2 separate regions of the Mus musculus genome follow, and region 2 is linked to region 1. The links are chromatin contacts, called in public HiChIP or PLAC-seq maps. All regions are on one chromosome and are shown on one strand. The core of a region is the stretch at or near the end of the contact, and the rest is flanking DNA. Distances in the headings are between cores, read along the strand shown.

Evidence for each region. HiChIP or PLAC-seq counts read pairs in DNA pulled down with a chosen protein or histone mark.
Region 2: an H3K4me3 HiChIP or PLAC-seq map of microglia shows a contact between it and region 1, with 4 times the contacts expected there. The contact joins the enhancer-like site here to the promoter of Psma1 in region 1. A contact is called at or near these places in 9 of 39 promoter capture datasets (3T3-L1-derived adipocytes, the C10 cell line, the HPC-7 cell line and 4 more), 1 of 15 datasets of contacts at CTCF or cohesin (large pre-B cells), 13 of 484 Hi-C or Micro-C datasets (the AML12 cell line, B cells, LSK cells and 6 more), 6 of 115 datasets of contacts at active chromatin or transcription factors (CD8 T cells, the HPC-7 cell line, the SCID.adh cell line and 2 more) and 2 of 9 other capture datasets (adipose tissue and liver).

Annotation. Positions count from the first base shown.
Region 1 is chr7:114,273,693-114,277,759 of GRCm38.p6, forward strand. Psma1 (proteasome subunit alpha 1) reads right to left here and starts at 2,424. Exons shown (of 10, transcript NM_011965.2): 1 at 2,309-2,424; 2 at 724-768; 3 at 334-435; 4 at 120-223. The coding sequence starts at 2,311.
Region 2 is chr7:114,354,728-114,358,375 of GRCm38.p6, forward strand. The region is part of intron 1 of 4933406I18Rik (RIKEN cDNA 4933406I18 gene); the gene reads right to left. Among named protein-coding and RNA genes, the nearest start is that of 4933406I18Rik, 59 kb to the right of the region's middle. Within about 2 kb of position 1,949, at least 91 of the 459 cell types and tissues checked have an H3K27ac peak or open chromatin away from gene starts, as enhancers often do. A contact at or near this core is called in B cells, CD8 T cells, the HPC-7 cell line and 8 more, where this site is marked.

The DNA of each region.
Region 1 (4,067 bases), core at 1,174-3,673:
TTAAAAATTACAATATTCTGGGAGATGACTTCCTATATCTTATTTAGGTATTTCTTTTTTTAGAAAAATAGTCTATTAAGAATCAAAATGGATGTTTCATTTTTCATCATCATACATACCATAACAGTCTGGCATCAGCAGTTAGACCCGCAATTGAGATACCAATATGGTTGTCAACATGGAGAATTTTCTTCTGGTGAGCGGCAAGCTCTGACTGTGCTCTCTAAATAGACACAATATGGTATTTTAGTTCAGAGGTTCACTGTTTATCAGTGGAATCTACATTTGATAGTTCTGTTCCTGAGGAAGAAGACAGGGTTATATTTCACTCACCTTCAGTGCAACCAGCACTGCGTGCGTTTTTGATTTTAGACCAACTGTTGCTGAACCTTGCTTAACAGCTTCCATTGCATATTCAATTTGATGAATCCTGCCCTAAAGACAAACATTTTTTTTCACGTTTTAAAACCAATAAACGAATTTTAATTCTAACTTGAAGGTCACAGCCTATAATCTCACAAGCTTTGTTTCCTTTTCTTTTAAGGAGTTCTACTAAGCTGCTCAAATTGCCCACTGACTCCATGATCCTATGGCTTCAGCCAACGGCAGACCAATGAAGATTAAGATGTGTACCACCAAGCCCAGTTTACAATCTCATAGGTCCCTGAACCTACTTCAGCCATGAAAAGTCACTTCATTGATATGGCATAAAACATTTTTTACCTGAGGGCTCCAAACAGTGACATCATTGTCATACTGGTTTCGAAACTGAAAGTGGAAGAAAGATTAAATGAGAACATTACAAAGTTCAAATTTTAACATTAAGACATGTGTTTCAATTGTTACAGCCTCTCTCCTAGTGCAGCTTTCTTGAGACATTATTACAGCACTCAGTTTGCAATGCAATTCTACCTTAACAAGGTCCCTTAACCATGCTGGAGCTGTTGGGATGAATGGACTAGGTTCTCCCTAACTCTATATCCTGCCATTCTCCACAGCACTCCCCTTGGGTAGTCAAGTGCTAAAGAATGCACACACCAACTTTCCCTCCACTTTGCTCATACTGTTCTCTACACAGGGCTCTAATAATCTGGCAAAGGCCTTTTCTGTACATTGACTCAAATGTCTATCTTTGAAGGTTTCTTCTTTTCTCCGAAAATTCTCAGCACAATATTCCAACAGAGCTTGAAGGTTTCTTCTTTTCTCTGAAAATTCTCAGCACAATATTCCAGCAGAGCTTTGAGATACAGGTTTCATGAAGCCCAGTCTGGCTTTTTCCTATATACCTGGGAAAATGATCTTGAAGTCCTGTCTCAACCTACCAAGTGCTCAGATTACAGGTGTCTGCTATCATGACCAACTATACATATTTTTTTCTTCTTTTCTTCCTTCCTTTTTTTTTTTTTTTTTTTTTTTTTTGGTGTCGGTCTCTACACTATGGATGTCCTGGAACTTTGACTTAGGCTTGCCTCAAACTCACAGAATTCTGCCTCTCTGCTTCCTAAGTGCTGGGATTAAACTCGTGTACCATAACACCTTCCAACATACCTTTTTTATCTTTATAGTATGAATAAAGTTATGTTTGGTTTAACTTTGAGCTCTCTACCTGCACCCTGTCACTGGATGAATTAACATATACACAAATCCTCAGTAAAGAGGTGGGCACAAATTGCTACCGTGGCAGACCCACTACAGCCATAATGTCATTACTAAAGCAAGTGTATCGGCTCTTAGGAGAATACTCATAATGGCAAAAAAGGCAAGAGTTCGCATGGCAGACTCCACAGAAGCAGCTCAGGGCCCTGTGCTGTAAACCTGAATCCATTACTTCCCCTTTTAGAACAAAGTGACTGTATGGAGTCTTTCCCGACGGCATTCTAATGAGACAGATTAAGACAGACCCACAAGGAAGATGAATTTGGTCTAAAGACCTGACTGCAGGCTCAGGTCTGCGCAGGCGATGCCAGGTGCACCCCTCCATTCCTATAGCCTTCCTCCTATGCAGATGACAAAGGACCATAGGGCATCTTGAAATCGGCCACCTAAGTAAATTGAGAGGGGAGGGCCTCTGGCTGGGCGAGGGAGAGCGCCTGGACCCCACGTAAGGTGGAGAAGCTGAGCGAAAGGCCGCCCAGGTTACTGATCGTTTCCCGCCGGCCAGGCCGCAGATGCTGAATCACTGTAGGAGACTGTCCGTGAGGTAAGCTCCCTCTCCCACCGCCCCACGCCCCAGGGAACAGAGGCCGATCCCCGACCACGTCAGTGTACCTCAGCCCCAAACCCTTCGAGGACTCGGGGCTCAACACACCATAGCTCCGGCGCAGCGACAACCTGACCCAGCAGCGGACACAGGAACACGGCCCCAACTACGGTTCGGTGATCGTCAAAGAAGCCTGCGGAGTCTTGACGGCGGCGACGCAGGAAGTGCAATCTATCCCAGAGCCACGGATCGGCGTCTAACGCTGCCCCGCCCTCCAGCCTTAAGTGGGCGGGGCCTGCGAAAGCTGAGAACGTGGGATTGGCAGGAAGCTCCGGGGTGGGAAAGCCAATGCGCAGAGAAAGCGGGGGGCGTGGCTTCACGTCACGCCCAGAGTTTCCTTGCTTTTTTTTTTTTTAATCCCCAAGTGGATTGCAGATTCCCGCCAACTCTCGGTCCTCTCAGTTGAACGTCGCCACCTAGCTCGGGATGGTGCGGTGGTCCCTCATAGATCTGTCACAGTGCACAGAGAGGTTTGGGAAACAGCGTGTCTGAAAGAGGCTGCAGAAAAAAAAAAAAAAAAAACAAGTGTGTGTGTGTGTGTGTGTGTGTGTGTGTGTGTTCATATTCCTGGCCTGAGATGCTTGAGTACTTGGAGAGCCCATCCTTAAAGGCTCCATGGTCTCGCATGATCGTGATACTTATGATCATTAGTTGCTATTGTAGGACCTGGTTTCTGTCCTGGCACTTGATCTTCTGCTGTCCACAACCAAATACCGTATCTGGTAGATTAGGCCACTAGGGGGAAGGTGCGAGTTTTCTTACGAGTTTTAAAAGAGTATGTTTTGGTTTAATCCCCAAATGAAATCAAGACTGCTAATTCTGTTGAATAACGTGTACCCAGAGTCAGGTAAGGATCTTTAAGGATCTGAACTTTGATGGCGGAGTAACACATCATTTAAATGTCTATGTTCACAGTAATTAGTATCACATTCTAAATATTTTCATGTCTGTATATATATGTACATTTTTTGTTTTTACATTTGTTTTGTGTGTGTGTCTGTGTCCCTGCATACCCTTTTTTGGGAGTCTGAAGACAACTTGAAGTTGGTGGTTCTCTCCTTGCGCCACGTGGATTCTGGGATTGAACTCAGGTTCACAGCTTGGCAGCTAATATAGCAATCCTCTGAACCATCATGCTTTTTGCTTTTCTTTTTCTCATCTCTCTCTGGGTTTGCACCCTCCCTCCCTCGTTTATATGCTCTCAACAGTTAATTAGATTGCTTTGTTCTTTAAATTCACCAACACTGGCTCTTGTTATTTTTAAAAATTTCTGACTTTAAATTGATAGATAGTGCTGTTTTGTTTTCGCAGCACCAGCACGGTGCCTAGCACATATTAGGTACATAATTTGTATTGCTGAATGAACAATGGATTTGGAATGAATGGGAAAATTAAATGCTCATTTAAAAATGGTTGTGGAACTGCAGAGTGCTGTCTACAACCTTCTGCAACTCTAGGGAATCGGACCTCTTCCGGCTACCGTGACGCTTGTGCATACATGTTGTACTTCTTTTTTTTTTTTTAAATATTTTTTATTAGGTATTTTCCTCATTTACATTTCCAATGCTATCCCAAAAGGCCCCCATACCCTCCCCCCCCCCCCCACTCCCCTACTCACCCACTCCCACTTTTTGGCCCTGGCGTTCCCCTGTACTGGGGCATATAAAGTTTGCGTGTCCAATGGGCCTCTCTTTCCAGTGATGGCCGACTAGGCCATCTTTTGATACATGTTGTACTTCTATACAGAGAAAATACTCATAGACATAAAATAGTTTAAAGCACCCAAATTAGCCCATCTACTTTTGAG
Region 2 (3,648 bases), core at 699-3,198, 81 kb after region 1:
CATCATGGTGACCAGGAAGCACAGATTATATGACTATAATAGCAAACTTCTTCCTTGTTCCTCTTCCATTGGTTGTGGGTCCGAGGGAAAGAATGCTGCCATTCATATTCAGTATTCCCTTAGTTCGTCCTATCCAGAAACACTCAAGGACATAGCCAGAGGTGTACTCTCCTCATCTAGGTATTTTTCTAATCAATAAATTAACAAATGAGATTAATCCTCACATATATGAACTATATAGATTTTGCTTACTAAAAGCAAAAAAAAAAAAAATCTCACCTCCACTTTTGTTTGACTTCCTACAGTTTGCTTGTAGATCCATATCCTACCCTGGATTTGACTTATCTTTGCCTAGCCATGCTGGGCATAGCCTTTGTCACTTTGCTCTTGGTCTTGCTGAGAGAAGCCCAGGCAGGACACATGTTTTGGAGGCTGGAATATGTAAAAGAAATGTAGGATAAAGGAACATTGATGATGTTTCCTTTTGTCATGGGTCCCATTCCTTACCCTAAACTCATCAGTCTCTTTACCCCTGTCAATGTCTTAGTGAAGTATGCATAGGTGGTTACTATAAGCTATGCCATTTCACATGGAAGGAAACAATAAGATTGAGGAATAAGTGTTCCTCTACAAAATCATGCAAAATATTTATCACGGCACCTGAAATAAAGTTGATAATAAATGGTGACTAATATATAGCAAGACAGAGAATGTGAGATGGAAATTACATCCCAGTTTACAGGTAGTGCTAACATAGAAGAGAACAAATGGCAGTCACCTAGCTGATCAAATTCTGCAACGTTGCATTTTATTCTCTCATATTTATAAAAAGATTGTTGTTTTTACGTGTGTATTTATGTACCTGTGTTAATTCATGTGCATAATGTGTGAAGGTGCTTGTGACGGAGGCCGGAAGGTTTTGGGACTGACTACCTGGAGGAGTTACTGGTGGTTGTGAATCACCTGATGTAAGTGCTAGGGAACTGAACCCAGGTTCTCTGCAAGAGTAGTAAGTGTCTTTAACCACTGAGCCATTTTTAGCCTCCCTCTCAGGTTCTTGGGAATAAAACTATGCTTTAAATCGTCTTTTTGGTGACTATTTAGAAATACAATCTGCCTAAGATGAAAAAAAAGTCTAATGTGAATGTTTTTTAAATTTCAGGACTAGTAATTATATTGTTCTTAATTTTAGGCTTTAGTACATTTATTATTGGTTCATTCCTTTCTTCTTTTTGTCCTTTCCTTTTTCTTTCTCTGACATACCTTTTTTCTAACTTTGCCCTCTCTTAGGAAGTCTTAAACATCAGTGCTTTGAGCGAGTTGAACTTTCAGATTCCCTAACCTTTGTTTACCTATTGTATTTTTGTTAAATTTGGAATGTGAATAAACACTGAGTATAATAGGCTTTCCACACTAGGAGGAAAAAAAGACCTGACATTCTTTTTTTATTCTTTAATTTTTTTTTACAGTCCAATCTTTATCCCCTTCCCCATTTACCCTCTGACTGTTCCACATCCCATTCCCTTCTGTTTCCAAGAGGATGTCCCCACCTCCCTACCCCCACCCCACCAGTCCTCCACTCCCTGGGGCCCTCAAGTCTCTTGAGGTGTATCTTCTTTTACTGAGTCAAGACCCAGTAGCCCTCTGCTGTATATGTGTTGGGGCCTCATATCAGCTGGTGCATTCTGGCTGGTTGGTGGCTCAGTGTCCAAGCAATCTGGGGGTCCAGGTTAGTTGAGACTGCTGGTCTTCTTATAAAGTTACCCTCCTCCTTCTCAGCTTCTTCCAGCGCTTTGCATTTCTCTAGAATTCTAAGTGCATCCTTAAAGCTCAAAGGAAGGGTGTGGTTTTGACTCAAACTTTGCCTTATTGGCCAACCTCAGGGAGTCTGGGTTGAGTTAGAGGGAATGTAACAAAGCCTGACAGTAGACAAGTCTGATGTGGTTTAAAGTTTCATTATGAAACTTCTGTGTACTTCTGCTTTTCACCCAGTTGTGTCATAGGCAAACAACTAAAGCATTCGTTTCAGTTTTTGCTGACCATCTGTTTGAAATAACACAAATACACAGAATTCAAATAGTCTGCATTGTCACTAGTAGTTTAAGATGTTGAAATTGAATAATTTATTCATAAACCAGTTTAAAGCTTTAAAAATATTTCTTCAGTTGTGATAACATATATACAAACAGCTATAACACACTATATACATATTTATAGCTGTCTCTTGGTGTCCACAGAGGATTAGAATCCAGGACCTTCCTTGTGTACCAAAATCTGCAGATGTTCAGATGCCATACAAAATATGGCAATATTTCATACAAATTATGTATATCATCCTACATACTTTTAAATAATGCTAGGTTACTTATATTTAATACAAGGGAAGTGCTATATAAAGAAAACATGTGCTCAATACAGGTGAATTGCTTTTCAAATAATTTTGATCTTAGTTGTTGAGAGCAGGGATGAAGAATCCAAAGAAATTGTATGCCAACTGTTTGTGTATAGCATTACATATTTGTATAGAGTATTTATACTAAAGCATAAGTTGTTGGAAGTTTTATTTACTATATAGATGTTTATGTTTCTTATAGAGTAATTGGATACTACAAAAATTAGAAATCCAAAATTAGTATGGAATAGCTTATTATTTTGGCAACTAATATTTTCTAAGAAGAACTCACAGATGACAGCACACAGACTGTATTCTCCAAGGGAGAGGCACAAATAAAATACATGTTTTATAAAAAGCCCATAAGAGTCTAAACTTTCACAGGCATTTTCATCACAACAGCATCTACCTGTTTTCTAGTGTTTTAATATGTAGGCTCAGTTTACTCAGAGCTCAAGATCAGTGAGTTCAGTGCCTGGAACTTACCAAGATTAAACTTGAGATATCCAGTCTCAGAGAAAAACTAAGAAGAAATCTTTTTATTTGTTAGGTGAGTTGGGAGGGTATGTGGACAAATATTAAAAAGTGTAAAATTGATGTCTGTGGAAGGCAAAGAAACCGTCAAATTGGAGGTGGGAAAGAATCATGGCCATGCATGTAACTATAATTTTTAGGGCAAAAGCTGGGGTTCTGGGGCCCAGTAGTGTAAGTTTGGCCACCCACTCCAACATCCCAGTTAAAGAGATGAGCAATGGTGGAAAGCAGTGGCCTCAAATATGTTTTGAGGCATTGTTATTAAAGTTAGTTTTAATAGAGGGCAAGGTATGGTCTGTTTGATTCCTGACTTGATTCTTGTACTACAAGGGGGTCTGATAAAAGTCCTCATGGCTGTCATCACTTGAAGAGATCAATCTGGCTCCTCCCAAATGATCATTTCTGCTCCAGAGTACAGCATTACCATCATTCCTTACTGGCCCTACCTGGGCACGGGTCTATCTTCCGAAGATTTGTTCTTTCTGGAATCCCAGGTGACTTCAAGTTTAGGACAATTGCTTACCTCTGCCTTCAGCCAAAGTAGACACAAAATAAAGACATGGATGTCTGACTTTGATTCTGTTTTTAGTTACCTGTGGCCTAAGTGAGGAGTCAATGTTTTTTAGCAAAGTATTGTGCAGTGCATTAGTAATTCATACCACATTTCACAAGATGCATAGCCACACAAAACAATGGTTTTTTTGAAGGTTATTTTGAACAAA